2 separate regions of the Pan troglodytes genome follow, and region 1 is linked to region 2. Evidence: chromatin contacts called from public HiChIP or PLAC-seq data. All regions are on one chromosome and are shown on one strand. The core of a region is the stretch at or near the end of the contact, and the rest is flanking DNA. Distances in the headings are between cores, read along the strand shown.

What was found. HiChIP or PLAC-seq counts read pairs in DNA pulled down with a chosen protein or histone mark.
Region 1: an H3K4me3 HiChIP or PLAC-seq map of stem cell-derived excitatory neurons shows a contact between it and region 2, with 10 times the contacts expected there. The contact joins the promoter of PALS1 here to the promoter of GPHN in region 2. A contact is called at or near these places in 1 of 7 Hi-C or Micro-C datasets (stem cell-derived neural progenitor cells) and 1 of 1 datasets of contacts at active chromatin or transcription factors (stem cell-derived excitatory neurons).

The regions. Positions count from the first base shown.
Region 1 is chr15:65,211,742-65,218,224 of NHGRI_mPanTro3-v2.0_pri, forward strand. It overlaps PALS1 (protein associated with LIN7 1, MAGUK p55 family member), which reads left to right and starts at 4,032. Exons shown (of 15, transcript XM_003314400.6): 1 at 4,032-4,316.
Region 2 is chr15:64,484,489-64,490,527 of NHGRI_mPanTro3-v2.0_pri, forward strand. GPHN (gephyrin) reads left to right here and starts at 1,995. Exons shown (of 24, transcript XM_063793576.1): 1 at 1,995-2,692. The coding sequence starts at 2,629. LOC107968333 (a long non-coding RNA gene) reads right to left here and starts at 3,384. Exons shown (of 4, transcript XR_010151167.1): 1 at 3,175-3,384.

The DNA.
Region 1 (6,483 bases), core at 2,782-5,281, 730 kb after region 2:
TGATCATCTGGTTCATACAATTATGTGATTAGGCTACTAATTCACTTATGAAAATTCTAAGTACTAATTCACTGAGGTACTAGTTAAAGCCAAGTTATGAAAACCATACTAGTGAAGACCTGGTTTTCACTAGTACAAAGAGGAGATATAATAGCCTTAGTTAAGGCTACATAATTTGATATATAATAGGGAATAATAAATCTTGAAAACAAAAATTTCAAAACTTTTTACAAGTGGCTGAAATGCAACATGAATATGTTTCCCCCAAAACTTTTTTTTTAATTTTTAGAGAAGGGGGTCTTGCTGTGTTGCCCAGGTCGGACTTGAATTCCTGGGCTCAAACAATCCTCCCATCTTAGCCCCCTGATTAGCTGACAGGCACATGCCACCATGACTGGCTTCCCAAAACTTTTAATGAAATAAAATAGTGTGGTATTTTATTACATAAACATTTAATAAGGGATATTGACAGACAATGGGCTAAGCAGATGACAAGATGCGGAAGAAGGGAGAGTATTTACTATGGTGACTGTCCACCTTACTCCTGGTTTTACAGTTAGGCTTTCACTACTCATCCATAATATTTAGTTACAAATTTGTTAGAGTGACTCAGCAGGTGAACTGCTTTCTGACGAGGATGAACAGCCCTTCTGACAGGGGCGTTTAAACCACAGATTGTCCATTTCATTCTATTTTGGGGGGAATATTATATTCTCTTAACCTCCTATGCTATCCATGTTAGACTCTATATGCAGAGGCTACCAGAATCCTAAAACTAGGGGGAAAAAAGTAGTTAACCCCTTTACATTATAGATGAGAACATTTAGGTCCAGGAAGCTTGTCACACATCTAAATCACAGAACTAGCTAGCAGCAAAGCTAAAACTTAATCTAATTACCATGCCTCCAGTTTCTATACCTTTCACTCTTTCAGCTACCCTTTAGTTTTTGCATATATACCAGTAATTTGTATGACTTGGAGATTCTGGGATTGGCTCAATTCACCAGAAAATAGATTTCTTTTTTCTTTTCTTTCTTGCTTTCTTTTTTTTTTTTTTAGACATGGTCTTGCTCTGTTGCTCAGGCTAGAGTGCAGTGACACAATCACAGCTCACTGCAGCCTAGATCTCCTGGGCTCAAGGGATCCTCCCATCTCAGCTTCCCAAGTAGCCAGGACTACAGGAGCGTACCACCACACCCAGCTAATTGTTAAATTTTTTTGTAGAGATGGGGTCTCCCTATGTTGACCAGGTTGGTTTTGAATTCTTGGGCTCAAGCAATCCTCCCGCTTTGGCATCCCAAAGTGTTGGGATCACAGGTGTGAGTTACTGCACCTGACCCACTAGAGAGTAGATTTGTTATTTGCTGTAGGATCTGCCCTCTTTTAACATGAACATATCTTTAGGAGGTAAAATAATAACTTTTTTTTTTTGAGACAGGGTCTCACTCTATTGCCCAGGCTGGAGTGCAGTGGTGTGATCTCAGCTTACTGCAGCTTCGACCTCCCAGGCTTAGATGATCCTCCTGCCTCAGCCTCCCAAGTAGCTGGGATTATAAGCACACACCATCATGCCCAGCTAATTTTGTATTTTTTGTAGAGATGGGTTTTTGCCATGTTGCCAAGGCTGGTCTTGAACTCCTGGGGTCAAGGGATCCATACACCTTGGCATCCCAAAGTACTGGGATTACAGGTGTAAGCCACCATGCCAGGCCATAACTAACATTTTTATAGCACTTCTTTTCCTGAAAAAAATGCCCTTCTGAATTGTTATAGCACTTTAAAAAGGAATTTCACACATTTTGAGATAAGCAGCTGGTCTGCTATCTCACACTCATACTAATAATCATTTTATTATGGTGGGGTCCTGTATGGGAATCTAAGCAGCTAAGGAAGCAAGGCTAGGTACTTGGCGGGTTCATTTGGGTGGAGGCTTTTTTTGTGTGTGTGTTTTGTTGTTTTGTAAAACTGCCTGGGGCCAAGAGATTGGAAGTTACGGATAAAGATATACTATCTTTCCAAAGAGGTCCTTTCTTTGAACAGCTAGATCTGCAGTCCTTAACTGAAGATGATTTTGCTCATCCCTCCCCATGACCTTTGGTGATGTCTGGAGACATTTTTGATTGTCACATTGGGGAGGGTGATGCTACTGGCACGTAGTGGGTAGAGGCTGGGGATGCTTCTAAACATCCTATGATGCACAGGACAGTCCCCACAAGAATTATCCAGCCCAAATGTCAATAGTGCCAAGGATGAGAAATTATAAGCTAGAGAAAGAAGAATTCATTGACGAGCTGGAGGAAGCTTCTTGAATTATTATTTATGTTATATATTTAAGAACTTAGAGGCGGGGCACGGTTGCTCACGCCTGTAATCCTAGCACTTTGGAAGGCTGAGAAAGGTGGATCACCTGAGGTCAGGTGTTCAAGACCAGCTTGGCCAATGTGGCGAAACCCCGTCTCTACTAACAATACAAAAATTAGCCGGGCGTGGTGGCTGGCACCTGTAATCCCAGATACTGGGGAGGCTGAGGGAGGAGTATCGCTTGAACCCGGGGATCGGAGGTTGCAGTGAGCCGAGATTGCGCCACTTTACTCCAGCCTGGGCAAAAGAGCGAAACTCCATCTCAAACAAAAACAAAAACAAAAACAAAAACAAAAGAACTTAGAAAAGGAAGTAAGTCACACACAGTAACCGTTTTTTCTTTTGGGGTATGGCTAATAGTTTCTAGGAATCCTGGAGACTTTATCTGGATTTCAGTTAGGCATTTCACCAGTTCTCATGGCATCTTTATGGAGGAATATGGGCCAAGAAGACAGTTCGGTTGTGTCGTCCACCTGTATTCGAAGCCTAGTGAGAAATTTTTGATGGCAGGAGCATTAAGGTCTTTAGTGGCATGCAGCAGAGTTCTGTCCTCCGCTCTGTCTTATTAAACACTTGGACAGAATGCTGATCAGATTTGAGAAGGATAACAAGTCTGGGAAGGGTAGGCATCCCCAAAGATCTTTACCACCAGGAACAACGGTTTGCTTCGTTCAGGCCATCACAGTGTCCTTAGTGAGGGACACCAACAACCCATAGGCTGTCCAGAGGAGCGTAATGGGGAAGAATGTGAAAGAGCTTGAAAATCAGGACCTGAGGACATTGCGAGATGGAAAAACACCGTGGGACAAAATGAGGAAAACCGAGAGAAATGGAAATGGCATATACGAAGGCTTTCAGGGAGGACTGTGCCCCTGGGGGAAACTGTGCCCCCGGGCTGGAGTCATAGGCATAGTTTGGCCTCATAGAAGGAGAGGTCGATTAACAAACCTTGCAAGTGTTCAAATGTGGAATGGGCTTGCTCGGAAGGTACTGTCAAGACAGAGACCATCCGAGGGCTTTTATTGCAAGTGTCGAGACACATTGCTGGTGTTTCTCCTTAGAACGTCCTCCAATCTGCTCTGACTTCCGCCCGCACCCGCCTGAGTCCTGCCCCATTCCAAGGGTGGCACATCCAGGTCCCGAGGGCGCCAGCCATGCCCGGAGCACGGGCTGATCTGCGTAACTCTGTCCCTTCGGGAGACTTCTGGGAAATAGTTCTAGTCCTTGCTATCCTTGCTTTCTGGTTTTCAGAAATCAGTGCAGCTGCTGGCTTTATGCAGTCTTCTGCGGGACACTGCACACATCCAGGTGTTTATGTCATTTTTTAAAAAAAACAAATGTTAGATTGGGTGACTAACTTGACAGGACATGAGGAATCTCTTCAAGAGGAATCAGATTTTCTTCAGGATACGTCATCCAGAGACAAGAGCCAAGGGATGTAGAAACCCAGGGAAGCCTCGCGTCCCCTCAAAGCCCGCCGGCCAAATCCCGAAGGGGCTCCACCGGGCCAGCTAGCCCGGAGCAGTCCGCGTTTTAGACTTAGAGGCGCGCGACTGCGCGCACCCGGCTGGAGCTGCGGAGAGGACCAATGAGCGGGCGCTCTCTCCGCTCCGGCTCGGGATTGGGCAAGCCGCGCCAGCCTCTCACGGGCGGGGTGGGACTCGGATCCGCGCGCCCACTGCGCCAGAGTCCCGGGGGCGCGTGCGCGGTCTCGCGACGGCCGCAGGGGCCGGTCTCGCGCGGTCTAGAAGTGGAGTTGCTGGCGGCTGCGGCGGTGACGGCGGCGACGGAGGAGGCAGGCGGTGGGGCGGGGGCGGGGACTAAGGATTCTGAGGTGGGGAGTCGGGAGTTTCTGGATTCTTTATCCGGAATTTCAAGGGCCGCCGGAGGGCTGTCGCTTCTGCAGTGCGTAGGAGCGGCCGGGGCGGGAGGCTCCGCGGAGCCGAGGCTTGGAGGTAAGAGGCGGATCGGCGGCGGCTGGGCTGTAGAGATCTTAATCAACAGGTCCCTGGGAGCGCGGCGGGGGAGGGGCGGGCGGCCGGGCTCCCCTTCCCCCACACGCTGCGCAAACTCCGACCAGCGGGAGACCCCTGGCAGCCAGGCGGGCTTCCTCGGGCGCGCGAGCTGCGGCCGTGGAGGGTGTGAGCCCAACCTTTGTCCCTCGGAGCAACGCTGCCTGCGCGGTGCCCGCTCCTTCTGCTTGGCTGGGCATGCACCTTGGCGCGGGCCACAGCCAGCCGAGCCCGAGGTGCAGGGGGCGCGGCGGGGAGTCGTCTGCCCCCTGCGCCCTCTCTCCGAGGTCGCGACGCGCGGGACTTTCTCCCGGCCGGGTCTGGGAAATCGGCGAGGGAACGCTTTCCTTTAGAAGTCAGAATGTAGTCAGCGTTCCTCTGCCTGACTCAGCTGCTGGTATTCTGCTCTTTGCGTTCTTAAACACGCAAACAGTTCCTGCTTCCTTGTGACCACTTTTAAAGAAAAGCCTAGTTTTGTTCATGGTTTCTGATACTTTAAGGTTGCACGTTGAACTTTGAAGCCTGTAAATTGTTATAACCTACGTTTAATGAAGTTTGCTTTAAACGATCTTTGTAGTAAATTATGTAACTTTCTAATGATCATAACTCACCTTCTGTTGATTGACATACAGTAATGTGTACGGAATGTAGGTTTCGGTCAAAAGGTTTTTCTTGGCAGTTTATGCTAAAATTAAAATCTGATGGCTAGGAAGTTTTTAGATGTAGTATGGAGTGTGTGTTTTGTCTCCATACTCGTTTAGAATAGTAAGAATTTAGATTTGGAAAGTCAATTGAACAAAAATTTTGAAATTTTGATTTGACTGACGCAGTGAAAGGTGTTAATATTTCTGATTTTTTAAAAAAGCAATATCATGTTTTAATGATAGTTTACTAATTATGCTTTTGGATTATACCAGAAGTTAATAACCTGTTAAATTATGCAATAGGAACAAATGACGTGTTGGTTATTGGTGTCTTTGAAGTATTGGTGGTAATGAAACTTATTAAATAAGCTTCCTTGAATTAAGAACTACGATTTTTTTTTTTTTTACTAGATCCCTGTGGACATAGCTATTGTGGATAGGTTTTATAGGCTTTCTATTTGCGGCAGGATGAGCTATTAAATTATAATGTAAGAGATTTATAGATAAAACAGGCAAAAATAGGAAAAGCAATTCATTATTTTATCTTTAAAAATCTGGTAAATTTTACCATGTACCTGAATTACTTTTGGCAAGACGGACTTGAACTTGACAAATTAAGGTGGATTGATTAACATTAACTTGTTTTGGAATGTTAAAACGGGAGAGAATATATAAGTTCTACTTGAGGGTGACCCAAGTCAGTACAGTGGGTTTAGCTTTTACATGATCTTGAATTATGATTTTGATTAAAAATCTCATCACAGGGGCACGTGTTTTCAGGATCTCCTGAGGGCTGTGTCATGGAAAAAATAAAATTTATCACCCATTCCAAGAAATTTGATCAATTTTATATATTATTATACTGAAATGCCCTATTTCTCTGATATTTTCTGATTTCAGAGTGTCTAGAAAAAAATAGTATCTTGACATATGTGCTTATATAGAATATAATTGTCTTTTCTTTTTTTTTTTTGTGAGACATAGTCTCGCTCTTGCCCAGGCTGGAGTGTAGTGGCGCGATCTTGGCTCACTGCAGTCTCCACCTCCCTGGTTCAAGTGATTCTCCTGCTCTCAGCCTCCCGACTAGCTGGGACTACAGGTGCTCGCCACCACACCCGGCTAATTTTTGTATTTTTAGTAGAGACGGGGTTTCACCATGTTGGCCAGGCTGGCCTCGAACTCCTGACCTCAGGTGATCCACCCGCCTCGGCCTCCTGAAATGCTGGGATTACAGGCGTGAGCCACCGCCAGAATATAATTTTTTTTTTTTTTTTTTTTTTTTTTGAGACAGAGTCTCGCGCTGTCGCCCAGGCTGGAGTGCAGTGGCGCAATCTCGGCTCACTGCAAGCTCTGCCTCCCGGGTTCACGCCATTCTTCTGCCTCAGCCTCCCGAGTAGTTGGGACTACAGGCGCCCGCCACCACGCCTGCTAATTTTTTGTATTTTTTTTTTTTAGTAGAGACGGGT
Region 2 (6,039 bases), core at 745-3,244:
GTACCAAAAATGTTGGGGACTGCTGCTTTAGAAAATTTAATTCATATCCACCCTTCCCACTTAAATTTTAATGAATTTAACCATCACCCCTTTTATGAATGCAGAAAGTTAGTCTCTTGTCCTCTTATTATTGATCTGTGAAATAAAGTGCCAGTTTTCTTCCATGAATAATTACAGAATATTCTAATTAAAGGAGTGCTTATTTAGTCTACCACTATACTTAAAAGGTACTTATTTAGTCTACCATCTTATTTAAAGGATGAAGGAAAAGGCCCAAATTTGTTTAGGGTCACAACCTGTTAGTGGGCAGGTTTAGACCTTACGTCTAAGATAGATGTAAGATAGACGATAAGCTCAAGATATTTTCTAATCATTTAGAGTGTGTTGCAGAGAATAGAGATAGGTTAGGAAGATAACAATATAACCAACTATTTGCTCTTCATGTTTAGTTTGACATAACGGAAATCATTCTCTTGGACATACTTTCTTATCTTTATCTCTCATTTCAAACTAGTTAACAACCCGTTGGCCACCAGGATCTAAGGTGACAATGACAGGAAATGAGTTCATGACCTGGCTTAAATTTTTAATTACTGTCAAAAATACCAGCAATACACATACTAAAAACAAAAACAAAAGCAAAAAAGCCATTAATTTATTTTACCCACTTCAATTCCATCCATCATCTACTTTGTAGGCCCCATTATTTAAAATGAAATACATAAGCACGTGAATCTTCAGAGGATGGGTAATTTCATGTTCCAACGGAACAATAAAAAACTCATAATCGGCCAGGCACGGTGGCTCACACCTGTAATCCCAGCACTTTGGGAGGCCAAGGCGAGCGGATCACGAGGTCAAGATCTTGATCGAGACTATCCTGGCCAACATGGTGAAACCCCGTCTCTACTAATAACACAAAAATTAGCTGGGTGTCGTGGCACGCGCCTGTAGTTCCAGCTACTCGGGAGGCTGACGCAGGAGAATCGCTTGAACCTGGGAGGCAGAGGTTGCAAGTGAGCCGAGATCGCGCCACTGCACTGAAGCCTGGCGACAGAGCGAGACTCCGGATCAAAAAAACCCAAAACTAAAACCAAAAAAAAAAACCTATCAAAGTGACTTTGAAATTTGTGTATAAACACTGATATACATTTTTTAATACTTCGCTTTTTCACTTTTATGCCTCCAGGTTACTACAGCTAAGAAGAGAAAATATATACATATGAGTGTGTGTACACACACACACACGCATATAACTTTTTAAAATTCAGAAGTTGAAAGGTCCAGAACGATAGTAAGAAACTAACGTAGAATAGCCACAGGTGATTAATAACACGTTTCATGAAAGGCACATGGAAATAAATGGCAACAAAAGCTACTTTCATGGTAATCTCACATCCCACGAATACTGAAATGAAAATCGCCGCGGCAATGGACTGTGGTTCAGGTGGAACACGTTCTCGTTCGCTAAGGAGATTGATGCTTTTCATCTAAAAGCAGCGCTCATGGCGAAGAGGCTTAAGGCCACAAAACCGTGGGACAGCAGGAGGAAGAGAAGCCAGGTATCTCCACTCCAGCTGCCCTGCCTCAGACTCCTCAGTTTCGCACGTGAGGATCATCTTGCAGGCACTGACTGGAGATGGAATCCTAAAGCACAGGTGAAGCGGAAATCCTCCTCCTTCAGGGAGAGCCGACTGAGGAAGCCAGCGGCTAGCACGAGGCAGGACAGGATACCTCCCTCTTCGCCCACGGCGGCCTCTGTGTCATAGTAGCCGCCGTTCTGCCACTCATTGCGCTTTCTAAGACACCTCTCGGTTCCCCAGCGCTTTCAGTGGGGCGGCCGGCCGCTCCCGAGGGTTGCAAGAGGAGGCCCGGCGTGCTGAGCCAGCCTCGCTCCCCCCGCGGTCCCCTCTTAGAAAGCCGGCCCGCCGGCGAGAGCCAGCCTAAGGCGCGGACAACCAACGAGGTGTCAGGCTCGGCAGGGGATTGCTTCTGTCTGGGGCCCGGCCGAGGTTGCGTTCGTGCCTCGCGCGCACACGCTCCGCGTTCACTCAGCCAATCCGGTGCTACTCGCGCGCCCAGGAGCGATCCGCGGACCTACTCAGGCTGGGCCGGCTCCTTCCCGCTCCCAATACTCAGCACCCGAGCTCTCACTCCTCCCCTCACTCTCCACGAGTTCCACGCCTAGGGGTGTAGCTCCGCCCTTGTCCCCGAGTCCGCCCCCGCAACCTCTAGAGCGTGTGCTATCCTTTCCTCTCAGTCCTGCCATCTAGCTGCCTTGGGTCTCGCGCTCCGCACAGCGTTCCGACTCTCTCCGGCCTCGTTCTGCCGCCTCCGCGCGCTCTCCCCGTGCGGCCACCGCGCCCCCCAAGCTTGCCTCCTTCTTGCCGGACTTGGGGCCGCGCGCCCTGACTCCTCCCCTTCCCGCGGACCCGCGCACTCCCGGCGCGGCCTCTCCCCTACGCAGGCCACCGAGCACTCTGCGGCCTCCCCCTCCTTCCCCGCTCTCCTCGCGCTTCTCTGGCTCCCTAGCTGTCGCGCTCTTCTCGGCGAGCGCGCTCCCGGCCCGCGCGCTCCGGGCTCCGGTTTCTCCCGGCTCCTGTCAGTGCGGTGACTGCGCTGGGAAACATGGCGACCGAGGGAATGATCCTTACTAACCACGACCATCAAATCCGTGTCGGAGTCCTTACAGGTAACCGGGGGAGGAGGTCCGGGACCTATGAGGCTGCTGTCCCTGCATTGCCTTAGGCTTTTCGCCTGTGGTGGCCCTTCTCTACGGCCTCGGGAGGAGGGAAGGCTGAAGAAGGGAACCGCGGGGGTGCATTTTACAACCGCTGAGAACCGCCGGAGATTGGGGGTGTTCCCGCGGGTCCCCTCCCCCAGGCGCCAGGAGCCGGGGTCGACCCCGTGGGATGTTAGGCCCCAGCGCCTTCGGAAGCAAAGTCCTGGGCCCCCGGGGACCGAGGGGCCGGTGCGGAGGGCGCTGCGGGGCTCCGCGCTGTCGGTGCAGGCGGCGGGATCCCGGCTCCGCAGTCTGAAGCATGCCGCTCTCGGCTGGCCTGGGCGCATCCTCCGCTAGTGCTCTTCAGAGAGAGGGGGGAATCCCATCTCCACCCCCTTCCTCTCCTTCCCTTCCCCCCACCTGGGCGGCCCCACGCCAGTATCTGTGCTTGCCTGGACGAGACTCAGGTGTTAATCAGATGAAACTGCTCCTCCTCGGGTTGTCCCTCGCGGGCCGGGCGTCCCCTCAGCCACCCATGGGGCACCCTTCGCCTCCCTCGGGGGATGGGGGATCGGCTTGCGTCCGGACCTCGGAAAGTGTCTGCCTTCTGCCTTTCCGAGCAAAAGGCCCTCTGTCTGACTCGTCGTTTCCTTAGCGAGGACGGGCTGCAGCCTGCTGCCGGGGGATCCAGCTTTTTACTTGAGAGGGCAGGATTCCCCTACTGGGGCTCCTCTCCCCCTCCTTTCTGGGAACCCCCACCCCGGTAGAGCGTCCCGAGGCTGGTGAGGAGCGTACTTTTCCCGGGTCGCGTTTCCCTCCCTCGCGAAAGCCGTGTGTGTTCTGCAAGTCTGATTCCGTTGCGCTGAATTTGGTTAATATCCGTCACTTCGGCGATCGGCAGTTGCTGCAGGGCATGACTTCCAAGATGAACAGCAAGCGGATTTGTAGGGGTTTCTGCTGTGGTTCTGTAATTGGCAAGGTTTATGTGTAATTGAGTGGCGAGACGGGGGTTAAAGAACTATATTTGGAATCTGAGGGCTTAGTTTGGAGTGAAGGAAATCCAAGACTCAGTGATGTGATTTCGGAAAAAGAAGCAATGTGGACGGGAATCCTAGTGTTTCCCTTACTTCTTTTTTAAATTTTTTCTTTAACTGTCAAATTCTGACAGGTCGAGACGGTGCTCGAGAAGGGACTAAATTGAATAAGACTTGCTTTTATTATTAGGTAGAAAAAAAATGTCTGAGACTGCCGGCAGGTATTGAGTGCAAAGCTTAATTTAGCTGCTGAATTTTATGAAAAGGTGATATCCAAAGCCTCCTTTTTTCTCTTTTAAGTAAAGGATTGCCTTTCCCTGGTATTCTTTCCGTATATCGATGGTGATTAATTGAATTTTCCTAATTAAAAGACCATTGGATAGAGAAACTAGTCTAAACCAGTTGCAGAAAAGGGAACCCCCAAATCAGAAGGTGCGCTGTTCTCTTCTTTTGGTCCTGAAACTGTTTGGGTATGTGAAGATTCAGTTGTATTTCAGAATTCCTGGAGCTGACATTGCCAATTTTCGAATAATCTGATGGTGGGATGTGAAAGTGTATATCTTTTATCTACCCTCAACTTGCACTTTAAATTCCAGCCATTCTTTGACAATTAATAGAATAGTGAGAAACCAAAATATGTCAGTTGTCTGTGGAAATAAAAAAGGCCATAGATGTTTAAAAGTTAAACCGTAGAAACATTTTTAAAATGAACATTTTCTACTTAAGCTTTCCATTAAATAATAGTTTCATTTAACGAATCAACTTACCTTTGTGAAGTGACATAGCAGATAGGTGTTGTACAGACTGCTTTGAAAGATGCCGCCCTTATCTGGTGTCCCTACAGTCTAATATGGATAACATTGATACGCAAACAAATGAAGAAACATTGTATGTAATTATTGTGCAAAACTTTTCTAAATACATTACCTATGAGTTTGGGGTTAACTGCAAAAGAAATTCCGTATTCAGATGAATTAGGAGCGAATGTGACTACCTGAAGGGAGAATTTAATACATTTACTAGGTCAAGAAGAAACTGGCAATTTTAAGGGGAGTTGAAAGTCAGCAGCCACTTTATAAATAAATATGTAGTTGATGATGAGGCTTCTGAGCTAAATAAAAATGCAATGTAAAGGCCTTGAAAAGCTGAAGTGGAATGGGTAGGTGGCATAGGTAAAATGTTAGAGAGAAGGTAACATTAACATTGACAGTGAAATTAAAGACAGTCAGGGGAAGCCATCTCATGAGAATGAGGTACAGTAGTCTAGGGGGAAAAGTCTAGGGCCAGGAACAAGGATGTAGCTGAAGGAATGAAAAGGCAGCTACAGATTTGGAATAAGTGATAATAGAGGAAAATAGGTTTTGATGATAACATGTATATTTGAAGTCAGAAGTAACTCAGGCTTTTTCTTGAAAGTTGTTGATACAGATATTGTCTACTATGATGGAGAGGAAAGAAAACTGATTTTTCTCAAGTCTGTAACTAGTGGGTTTCATTATCAACAGCTTAATTTCTGTGGTCTTGCCTGATATACCATATGATTTGGGGGAAAGAACTTACAAAAATGAAGCTGTGCTGTACAATTTTGTGTATTCTAGAACTTCAGGTTTTGCAGTTTTACTATGTAGAATTATTCTTTACTGAACTGAAGTATTGTGATTTCATACTTAAGAAAGTTGAGTTGAACTGTGGTTTTTGTAAATTATTATTTGTGGCTCTTAAAAGGTGGAGGGTCTCTTTTAGAAAATCTCCTTGGCATGCTTCGTAATACTAATTTTAAGTATTTTATCTATATCTATTTTACAAAGATAGTGGAAAGTGTGATCTACCCACACACACATTTTACAATATGTTACTTAGTATTTTGTGAAGTCATATTGTCAGTTCTAAAGTTTTTAATTGACTTTGTGACATTTTTTATTACCTGTTGAAAGATATTTGTTCTTTGAAACTTTTCATCCATTAGATGTTTTTGTTATCTTCATTTCAGTTGTGAATTTGGCAAATTTAGTACATAGTCTGTTGAGACTTCTCATTAAATAAATTAATTGTATTAGGTTTATGAAAGAATAATGGTAGAAAGGGAAATATTTAGCAGAAGCATTTTTTTGCTTCATTATTTTGAATTATTAAGCACTTGAAAATGAGATTATGATAATTAATGTAACATGGATATTCTAATTATACTTTTTTTTAAATCGGGAAAATGAGAACATATATGTATATAAAATAGGCTGTATGTGGAAACATTTTATGTTGAATATTATTGTCCATCTCTAACAA